Regions from separate parts of the Canis lupus genome. Here region 2 is linked to region 1. The links are chromatin contacts, called in public Hi-C maps. All regions are on one chromosome and are shown on one strand. Each heading gives the region's core, a stretch centred on a gene start, on an enhancer-like site or on the middle of the called end of the contact. The rest is flanking DNA. Distances are from core to core; before and after follow the strand shown.

Region 1 (4,526 bases), core at 1,748-4,247:
GACCTGAGAGGAACAAAGAGATTGCATTCGTAGACCTAGTCTTTTATGGGCTAGTCTTTTTTTTTTTTTTTAATTTATTTATTTACGATAGTCACACTCAGAGAGAGAGAGAGAGAGAGGCAGAGACACAGGCAGAGAGAGAAGCAGGCTCCATGCACCAGGAGCCTGACGTGGGATTCGATCCCGGGTCTCCAGGATCGCGCCCTGAGCCAAAGGCAGGCACCAAACCGCTGCGCCACCCAGGGATCCCGGGCTAGTCTTTTATACTCTTTCAGAACCAAATGCTTTTGATTCTGTAACTCCCAGAAAATGATTATGTCAACAGTTCCATATTATCCTCAGAGCCAACTTCTTCTCTGGAGAATATTTTGTTTTGGAATAAATACCTAAAAATCCATTTCTTACTTCATTAGAAATTGTTGAAGAGGCCATTCCAGCTACCAGGTCTTAAAGCCAGAGCATTTAATCCAAACCAAATATGGTTCTTCATAACAGAATTGCATTGGAAATATTTGTGCTTTTACTAAAGCATATTAAGATTTGGTGCTGAGTGTAAATGAATCTTTTTGCTCAAGTTGAATGCTCCTTAAGTAGGTTATAGGTTCATGCTACTTTCTCTTTTATTCAGATTTATGAAAATATTGTATGATAATTCTCACTGAGAGTTTGAGCCTTTCTGATGCATTTAAGTTGCCTCCTGGTGGCATTCCTTTAATCAAGAACCAGGTCTCCAGAATCTTAAATGCTTCTGTGCAGCCAATGTTCAGACAGATAGTTTCATAAATAATCATTCAACAACAACAAAAAAAGCAAGTCAATAGAAAACTCATGAGAACAAAACTAAAGCTGAAGCCCATACTTCTTTGTTACATGGTGAGTTGAAAGAATAGTATCAACATGTCACTGATGTAGATCTAGAAATCTATTATGATGTTGGTTAGGACACAATCTAAGAGAACTAAATTAGAGGAGTTATCAAGGCCAATGATGGGCTCTCTTCAAAATCTTAACTTATGGGATGCCTGGGTGGCTCAGGGCTTGATCCTGGGGTCCTGGGATTGGGTCCCACTTCAGGCTCTCTGAGGGGAGCGTGCTTCTCCCACTGCCTGTGACTGCCTCTGTGTGTCTCTCATGAATAAATAAATTTAAAAAAATTTAAAATCTTACCTCATAAAGCAAAATAATGGATTCATGGCCCAAGTAAAACAACAACAACAAAAAATTTCCTCAGTCATTCAAAAAAGAATTTCCCCATTGTTTTGAACCCTGAACCAACAGGCGAACAACTCTGCTTCTTCCAAATCTAACCAGTTTCCAACTTCACACAGTGGCCTTAATATCACCCTCCCCAGTATCTTCTTAATTTCCTCAGTTTGAGAGACTCCTAAGCTTTTTCTATGTTTTTTTGCTACACCAAGCTAAATAAACCTAGCTTTGTGTTAACGATAGGCACGTGTCTAATATTGTGAGTTTCAAAGGATTTTCTTATAAACATCTACCCAGAGAAAATTACTATTAATGTATAAGTAGTTTTTCTATTTCAGACATGGTTGGCTTGGTGGTTTGACATGGTTCTGATCATATTATATGTCTTGCATTTTTGAAAAATAGTATTTTAGAAATTTTAGCTAAACATTTTCATTGGAGATAAAAACACTCCATAGTATTATATTGGTAGGATACATGCCAAAGCTTAACCATTTCATTTCCTGATCACTAGCCATTTAAATGCTTTCCAATTTTTCTATTACAAACATCTGTTGTAAATAATATTTTGCATAAAGAATTTCCTACGGATTAAAGTATTTCCTCAGGATAAATGTAATGACAACTGAATTGTAGAGTATGAGCATTTGGGGGCTCTTGCCACATAAAGCTTGTTTTTCAAGAGTTTTATCCATGAACTCATACCTGTCACTGGTCTCTCATTCTGTTTGCTTCTAGAATTATCAAACTTCGATAGAAAAGCAAATGAAGTCATAAAACACTTGCTGGAAATGCAGGAAATACCAAATATTAAGAATAATTACCATAGACACAAATACTCAGATGGTAGATTTTGCATATAGACAGGCAAAAACAGGCATCTAAGATTTAAAAGGATTTTCTGCCTGAAAAGGTACTTTTAAAAATTGTCGATGTGGAAAAAAAAGCCGTTTTTTTTTTTTTTTTTGTAAGACACCAAAGTGGGAAGAACCACACAAGTGAACATGAATGAACTATTTCATAGACCACTTTTTGAGTATGAACACTGAAAAAAGGTAAGCTGTTTTTGTAAGGTAATATCCGAGACTATCCTTAAACAGCACGTTATTACCGTGGTCTAGAGCTTGGGGACAGTTAGGTAGGCCTCGGGCCCCGTCCGCTCTGGCCCCGGACTCCCTTGCTTCGTCAGTGTTCTTCAGGCCAACCTGGAAACCGGAGCTGTGGCTCAGAGAACGAAGCTAGGTGAGTAATGCAAGGACACTTTGGATTTCTTTATCCCAAAATTCAACTAAGCCTCCACATTCTGGGCCCACTGCAAAAAAGTTTGAAAAGGATGATCAGAATTTAGTCCCCATCATCCACCTTTGCGACTAAAACTGATAACCGTGAGCTTTGCTTCGACACCCACACATCATCGAATTCCAAAACCTCCTCCACCCACACCCTCGTTCCTGCCCTTCCCTATAAAACAGAACCTAACCCGCCCACAGCTCTGCAAAGCTGCAGCTGACGTCAGCGTGGCAAGACGCATGCGCCATACTTCGGAGTCCTTTTCCGCTCTTTTCCACCGAAGCCGAGACAGTCTCAGGAGCGACGAGAACTACAACTCCCAGCTTCCCGCGCGGCGCGAGGGAGGCGGGCCCAGACTGCGCGACAGAGGCTCGGGGGTGGAGCGGGCCACAGCAGGTCGCTCCGCCTTTTGACGCGGTTTCGCACCTCTTTCCGCCCGCGGCCTCGGCGGCGTCGGCGGCGTCGGCGCTCACGCAGGGGCGGGTCACGGCGGCGCGAAGCGGTGCTGGGCGGGAAGGCAAGTCGTGGCGGCGGCGGCGGCGGCGGCGGGCGCAGCAGCGACGGCGGCGGCGGCGGGGCCCGCAGGAGCGGCGGTGCTGTCAGTTAGGCCGTCGGAGAAATGGGAGACCCGGGGTCGGAGGTGAGTGGTCGGGCGTCGGGCCGCGGCATGGCATGGCGAGCCGAGCCGAGCCGAGCCGGGAAGGGAAGGGAAGGGCTTTGTGTTTGGCGGAGCGTGAGGCCTGGTGCGCGGCGGCAGCCCCGCGGCGGGGCGAGAGGCTCGGCGGCTCGGGCCGAGCCCAGCGGGCGGGCCCGGTGCGGGTGTGAAGGAGGACCCGGCGGCAACAATGGCCGCCCGGCGGCCCCCGGCTCCCTGCGCCGGCCCCGGAGCTCCCCGTGGCAGCTGCCCCGGCCGCGAGAGCGACATTTTGAGACAGGCTCGCCCCTGGGCGGGGAGCGTGCATCCCTCCTCCTCGAGGAGACGGGGGGATGCGCGGGGGCCGGTGAGAGGTTCCCGGCGGCGTCCGCTGCCTGTGGCTCCACGTCTGCAGAGGCATCCCCCGCCTCCATCGGCTCTGCGTGCGCTCGGCTCCACTCGCTTTCCTCGAGAGCTTGCTGCTAGAGCGCTCCCCGTTTTCGTTCCTTCGGGGACAGTCTCTTCCTCCGAGGCTGTGGCTGCATAGCTAAGCGTGTCCTGGCTTGTTTTTATAGATGATAGAATCTGTCCCTCCAGCTGGGCCCGAGGCGTCTGAGGCAACGACGGATGAAAACGAAGATGACATTCAGTTTGTTAGCGTAAGTAGCAACGATATTCGGGTTTTCCTCGGAATCCCGAGACCATGCGTTTAGGTAAGCCCGTTATGTGAGGATACCTCACCTGCGCGTTCTCCATTGAGCCGCCGTGTATGAAGGTCTGGTAGGTGCACCAGACACTTGGGGGCTTGGCGTAGGGTTAGGAAATTGACCAGAGGAGGTCTCTGAGCACCTGCACTGGACACCGCAAAGACTGTTCGAAAAAACATGCCTCACATTTAATCATGCTTCCTGTGCCTTCTTAGCGCCATTTTATGCTTAACCTACGCAAAGTTCCGGTCTCTCAAGAGTGTCCTCTAAGAGATGACCTGCAGGTTCGAGGGAAGGGGCCGCTAACAGATGAGGAAGGAGGTAGAAAACAAGAAGGGTTGCAGGAACTCAAAATCTGAGCGTTCTCTAGTTTCATGACATGAAGGCAAATAGCTTGAAGACTTCACCCACCTCTGACATCATCATGTTACATCATAGTGCAAGAGTAGATATTCATAATGAAGATCCCTGCATTACCAGGAACACACGGTTTTCATAGTTTCTTCCTTTTGGAACAGTGGTCTATAAGCATTGTAAGTGTAAATGTGCAGGTTCCTGGGGTTCACTCCACACCTGTGGAATCAGAATTTGAAGGCAGGACCCAGGAATCTTCACTTTGAAACAAATAAAAGGACACATGACTCTCTGAACCATGCTTTTGTAAAGCCTTGATTTGGGGGAAATGGGGC
Region 2 (4,941 bases), core at 947-3,446, 240 kb after region 1:
TTTACAAGATTGGGCTTATATGGCATGTATGGTTTTCTGTATTTTGCTGTTAATAGTATCCTAAGCATTTTCCCAAGTCAATAGTCTTCAAAAACACGTATTTTGAATGGTTGTGTAATGTCCCATAATAGGACTATACTATTATTTATTCTTTTTTCCTGGGTTTTCACTACTATAGTGGTTTAATGAAGTTTCTCGAACACAAATTTTTGTGTCCATTTCTGAACAGATTCATCTAAGTTAAACTGTATGAATTCTTTTAGGGCTCATAATACACATTACTATATCGTACTCCAGACTTTTAGTACCGCAACAATTCCTATGTGAGCTCATTGTACTGGACTTTGCCCAGCACTATTTTCATTGTAAAATCTTTGCCAGTTTTGTAGAGGAAAATTTCTTTGCTGTCAATAATAAACACTTTTTCATATTTCATGATTGGTTAGGAGTTATTTGTTGCTGTTCTTTTCCCACTTTTCAGTTTTTGTCAGCATTTTTTTCTAATTTACTTAAGCTCTTTACATTTTGATGGTATTAGTCATCGTACATTTTCCCCTAGTTTGATGACTGCAAAAAATTTTGTGAATTTTTAAGATGCCCGATTTTACATTTTTATAGTCAAATCTTTAGATTTCTTTGTACTTTATTTACATTAATTTCCTATCCAGAGATCAGATAAATATTCACGTAAATGTTCCTATCGTCTGTGCTCTAGGTTTTTCAGGCAGTTCTCATGTTTTCAGGTGTCTTCTTTGTATCAGGTTATGTTAATTATGTTGTCTGATACAGAGAGGAAAGAATTAAAGTGAGGCACTGCTGTCAAAACGTGGAATTAGGGATCCCTGGGTGGCGCAGCGGTTTAGCGCCTGCCTTTGGCCCAGGGTGCGATCCTGGAGACCCGGGATCGAATCCCACGTCGGGCTCCCGGTGCATGGAGCCTGCTTCTCCCTCTGCCTGTGTCTCTGCCTCTCTCTCTCTCTGTGTGACTATCATAAATAAATAAATAAATAAATAAAACTTAAAAAAAAAAACCAAAACGTGGAATTGGTACTGTATGCTAGTTAGCACTGTGGTGCTTGGAGTCTCCCTCACTTTGAACCTGGCCCTGTCATTTATACGATCTTTGAAGTAACTTAACTTCTTGCCCTTTTCTGTGGTTTCCTTATCTGTAAAATGGGTTAATAACATAACCTATCTCATACAGTTATGAGAATTGATGAATTGATGTAGAAATCACTTAGAACACGTCCTGATACAAAGTCAGGGCTAGCCGCAGCTTGATCCACGATGGGTAGGTGCTTTGAAGTTTGGTATTGTTTCGATATATTTTGCATTTCTAAAAACCTGACGTTTCCTTTCAAAGCGCTCTTCACCTGCAATGATCACCAGATCTTTCTTCAGCCACTTTAGTGAGGCACGCCTCCTAGAGGCCACAAGTGAAGCTTATTTCGAGCTCCTGAAAACCCTACAGATCTCCTTTGGAGAGCTGGTGTGGCTCTGACCCACCGCTTGCTTCCGATGGACCCCTACTTCTTCCCTCTGAGCCTAATCTCTTCAAATTTCTGCAGGTCCCGGAGCGCGATCTGCGTGTGTGCATTCATCCTAGCTCCAGCCATTTTGCGGGGGCTTACTAAGCGCGAGGCGTGGGGTGGGGGTGGGGGTGGGGGTGGGGAACCCAAGAAGGTCGAATCTGTCTTTACGGTGCTTGCCGTCCCGTAGGGAAAAAAAAAAACCAAAAAAAGAGAACGTGCTGTGCATAGATGGACAAACTAACGTTCATCTTTTAGCTTCCATTTTCTCATCTCTAAAATGGAAGTAATACAACCTACCTTATAGGGTCGCAGAAAAGATTAAACAAGGGAAAACAGAGCCCCCAAGAGCCCCCAACGGGTGAGAAGGGAGCGCAGCCATCGCCTATTGCGGCATCCTCCTCCAGCTCCAGAGCGATCAGTCTACCCGGTGGGTTAAGGCGCCAGGCTCTTGGGAGCGTGGGAACTTCCACCGCTAGTCTTCCCAGTGTCACTCGTCAAAAGCTCCCGGTTGCAGGTACAGGAGGTACAGCTTGCAATCTGGAAACACAAACCATCGAGTTTAAGAAATTCTAAGCCGGCAAAGCGGGCTCAAAGCCCCCGGGAACCCGGGAGCCCCCGCACGGAGCATGCGCAGGGCGCGCGCTGGGTGGGCGGGACGTGCGAAGGGACGCTGTTGTCCTCGTCACTTCCGTTTCCGGTCCCATACGAACTCTCCCGCCATCTGAGGAAAGCGGCTGTTGGGGTTTGTGTGTTTTCGTATTTGGTGTGATTGCAGGTAAGAGGATCTCCTGCGGCTCTAGGACGGACAGTAATCTTGGTGTTGAGGCTTCCAAGTGGGGAAAGAAGGGAGAGCACTTTGCGGGCGGTGAGAGCCGAAGGATGACATGGCGGGGTGAAGGTACTGGGTGTCGGTAGGTTGGGGGCAGACACAGGTGCCAGCGAGTTGAGGGGACAGAAGCTTCGCCTGAGAAGGGCTCGGTTAGGATGGAGGCGGGTAATTTTTATAAGGGGCTTTGGATGCTTTCCTACAAGCCCGGAAAGACTGGATTAGACGTGTTCTGTTTCCCAGGGTTCTGAGGTAGGAAGTAACTGGGCCCGGTGCATTCAGTCTCTGCAAAGCCAGAACCTGCCGCGCTTTCTTCCACATTCAGGATCGCAACCCGTGTTAAATCCCACCTTAACTCTCGCGACCGCAGAGATCTAAGGGCGGTGGCACATAGACTTAGAGTGAACAGGTAACATAGCCTGACTTTGCTGTCGCCGCGAGTTATGGCTTCCACCTGCATACACCTCCCCCCACTCTCATGACGGAACTGTGTCAGGTCCGGTGTAGAAAACCTGGAAAAGGCAGAAAGACAGATTACCCAGGGATAGTCACTGTTAACATTTTATGCATGACCTTTAGGTTTTTTTTTTTTTTTTTCTGTATATGTGAAGTTTCTTTTTGCACTTTTTTTGTGGTCAACCCCACTTGCCATCATTTTAACCATTTTATGTTTCCTTCCAGGGGAATGAGATGCAGTTTTCAGGGGGAATGCGCAAAAAACTGAGGTTGGGAGGTGACCAACGGAAGGCTTCCTACCCTCACAGCCTTCAGTTTTACTTGGAGCCACCTTCTGAAAACATATCTTTGATAGAGTTTGAAAGCTTGGCTATCGATAGAGTTAAATGTGAGTGATATTTGAATTAGCGTTTATATATTCTTGAGAACTTCACTTACACTTTTTGTGGAATGAATGAGGGTAATTTATTTCCTTCAGTTAATTCAAGAAATATTTATTGAGGGCTTGCTTTTTATTTACTGCACAGTGTATGTTTATTGAGTGGCACTATACCCTAGGTTGGGTGGGGATTTTCAGATGAATAATGTAATTCTCATATTTGTTGAAGCTGTATTCTAGTACATAGATACAGACATCCAACGTAATAATCATAATTTAGTATTTTAAATGTCTTACTAGAGGTAAATAGTAGTGTTCTTGAAACAGGTGAGAGTGATTAAGACTGCTTAGAGAAGTTGAAATGAAAAAAAAGAAGTTAAAATGTAGTCTGGACTTGGAAGGAAGAGTAGAAATTTCTCAAAAGAAAAGTAAAAGATTTTTTTTCAAGATGAGATAATGGACTATACAAAGGCTTGGAGGCATGAGAGAATGTTATATTTGAGGGAACAGTGACAAGTTCAGGATAGGTGGAGAAGAATGGATAACCAAGGGCATTTTGTGCCAAGCTAATGGTGTAATATTGGTGTGTAAGGAGGATGTGGCACTTGTACTGCTGGCCTGCTTATCCTCTGTGTGCTAGTGTAAGAAAGAAAGAAGCTGGGCATGAATTGAAGCAGAAGTAATAGCAGTGTCTTCTGAGTTTCTGTTCCAGGATATCCTGGTGGGAAAATCAGAAGGTAAAGTGAGCTAATATTAGTCACTTTTAGAGGAGTAGAGTGGCACCTGCTAATGCAGAAAGAGAGCACTCAGTGCCTGTGGAGTGAAAGAGTGAAGACAGGAGAGAAAGGGGTTTCAGGAAGCTTAGCAGTGTCAGATGCTTCATAGATTAAGATGATGATTGAAAAGTGCCCTTTGAGTTTGGCATTTATGGGGTGAGATGATGAGGGCCTGAATTAAGGCAGTAATGGTGTCAGGAATAGGAAGGGAGTGATTTACAGGATACTGAGGAGGTGTTCCTGAGAGGAGTTGGTGATTATTTGGATGTGAGGAGTGGAGGGGCAGGTGGGAGTGGCTGAAATTTCAGTTGGGATGACCTGGTGCTTAGAACCTGTGCTAATGGAGATGGTATGGCAGGAAGAGGAGTAGGACTGAAGGGAAGAGAATTAGTTTAGTTTGGGATACCATCATGATGTACCTGTGGGGCATGGGTTTATGTTCAGGATTCATTTTAGATGTTTTTCATTGTTGAATTATCAAAATGCTTTTCATATTGATGGAAGTAGAATTCTTCTGAGGAAGGATTGAAAAGGTACTTTGGAAACCTTTGAAAGATACGTGCCTCTGTTCAAGGCAGTTCATTTAGTACACGGGGGGGCTTTGCTTCTTTACTACTACTTCTTTACTTCTTCTTCTCTACTTCATCAGTAAAGGAAGGGCTATTTTTTCTGAGGAGTCTATGCTGAGTCAGTGAAGCAAACTGACAAACAACGTTAGGGATGCAAACAAGGGTGCTTAATTTTTTTTTCATGCCAGCACACATGAATTCCTTGACAGTGGTGGCTCAGTACCAGAGTAATTATCCCCCATCCCTCTCCCTCTGCTTGAGAATCCCTGGTATTAGATTATGTTATGGGACATGGATATTTTCTGCACATGGATGGAGATTATCTTCTTATAAATTTATGTAATTTGTATAATGTACTTACAAAAAATAAAGGTGTTACAACTTGTCATCTTTTAAAAACAAG

The links. Hi-C and Micro-C count contacts between places; a contact is called where the count stands out from the background.
Region 2: a Hi-C map of blood shows a contact between it and region 1, with 3 times the contacts expected there. The contact joins the promoter of PRIM2 here to the promoter of ZNF451 in region 1. A contact is called at or near these places in 2 of 9 Hi-C or Micro-C datasets (amygdala and blood).

Annotation. Positions count from the first base shown.
Region 1 is chr12:24,527,363-24,531,888 of UU_Cfam_GSD_1.0, forward strand. ZNF451 (E3 SUMO-protein ligase ZNF451) reads left to right here and starts at 2,998. Exons shown (of 14, transcript XM_038554413.1): 1 at 2,998-3,136; 2 at 3,706-3,789. The coding sequence starts at 3,116.
Region 2 is chr12:24,769,917-24,774,857 of UU_Cfam_GSD_1.0, forward strand. It overlaps PRIM2 (DNA primase large subunit), which reads left to right and starts at 2,197. Exons shown (of 14, transcript XM_038554418.1): 1 at 2,197-2,307; 2 at 3,040-3,202. The coding sequence starts at 3,049.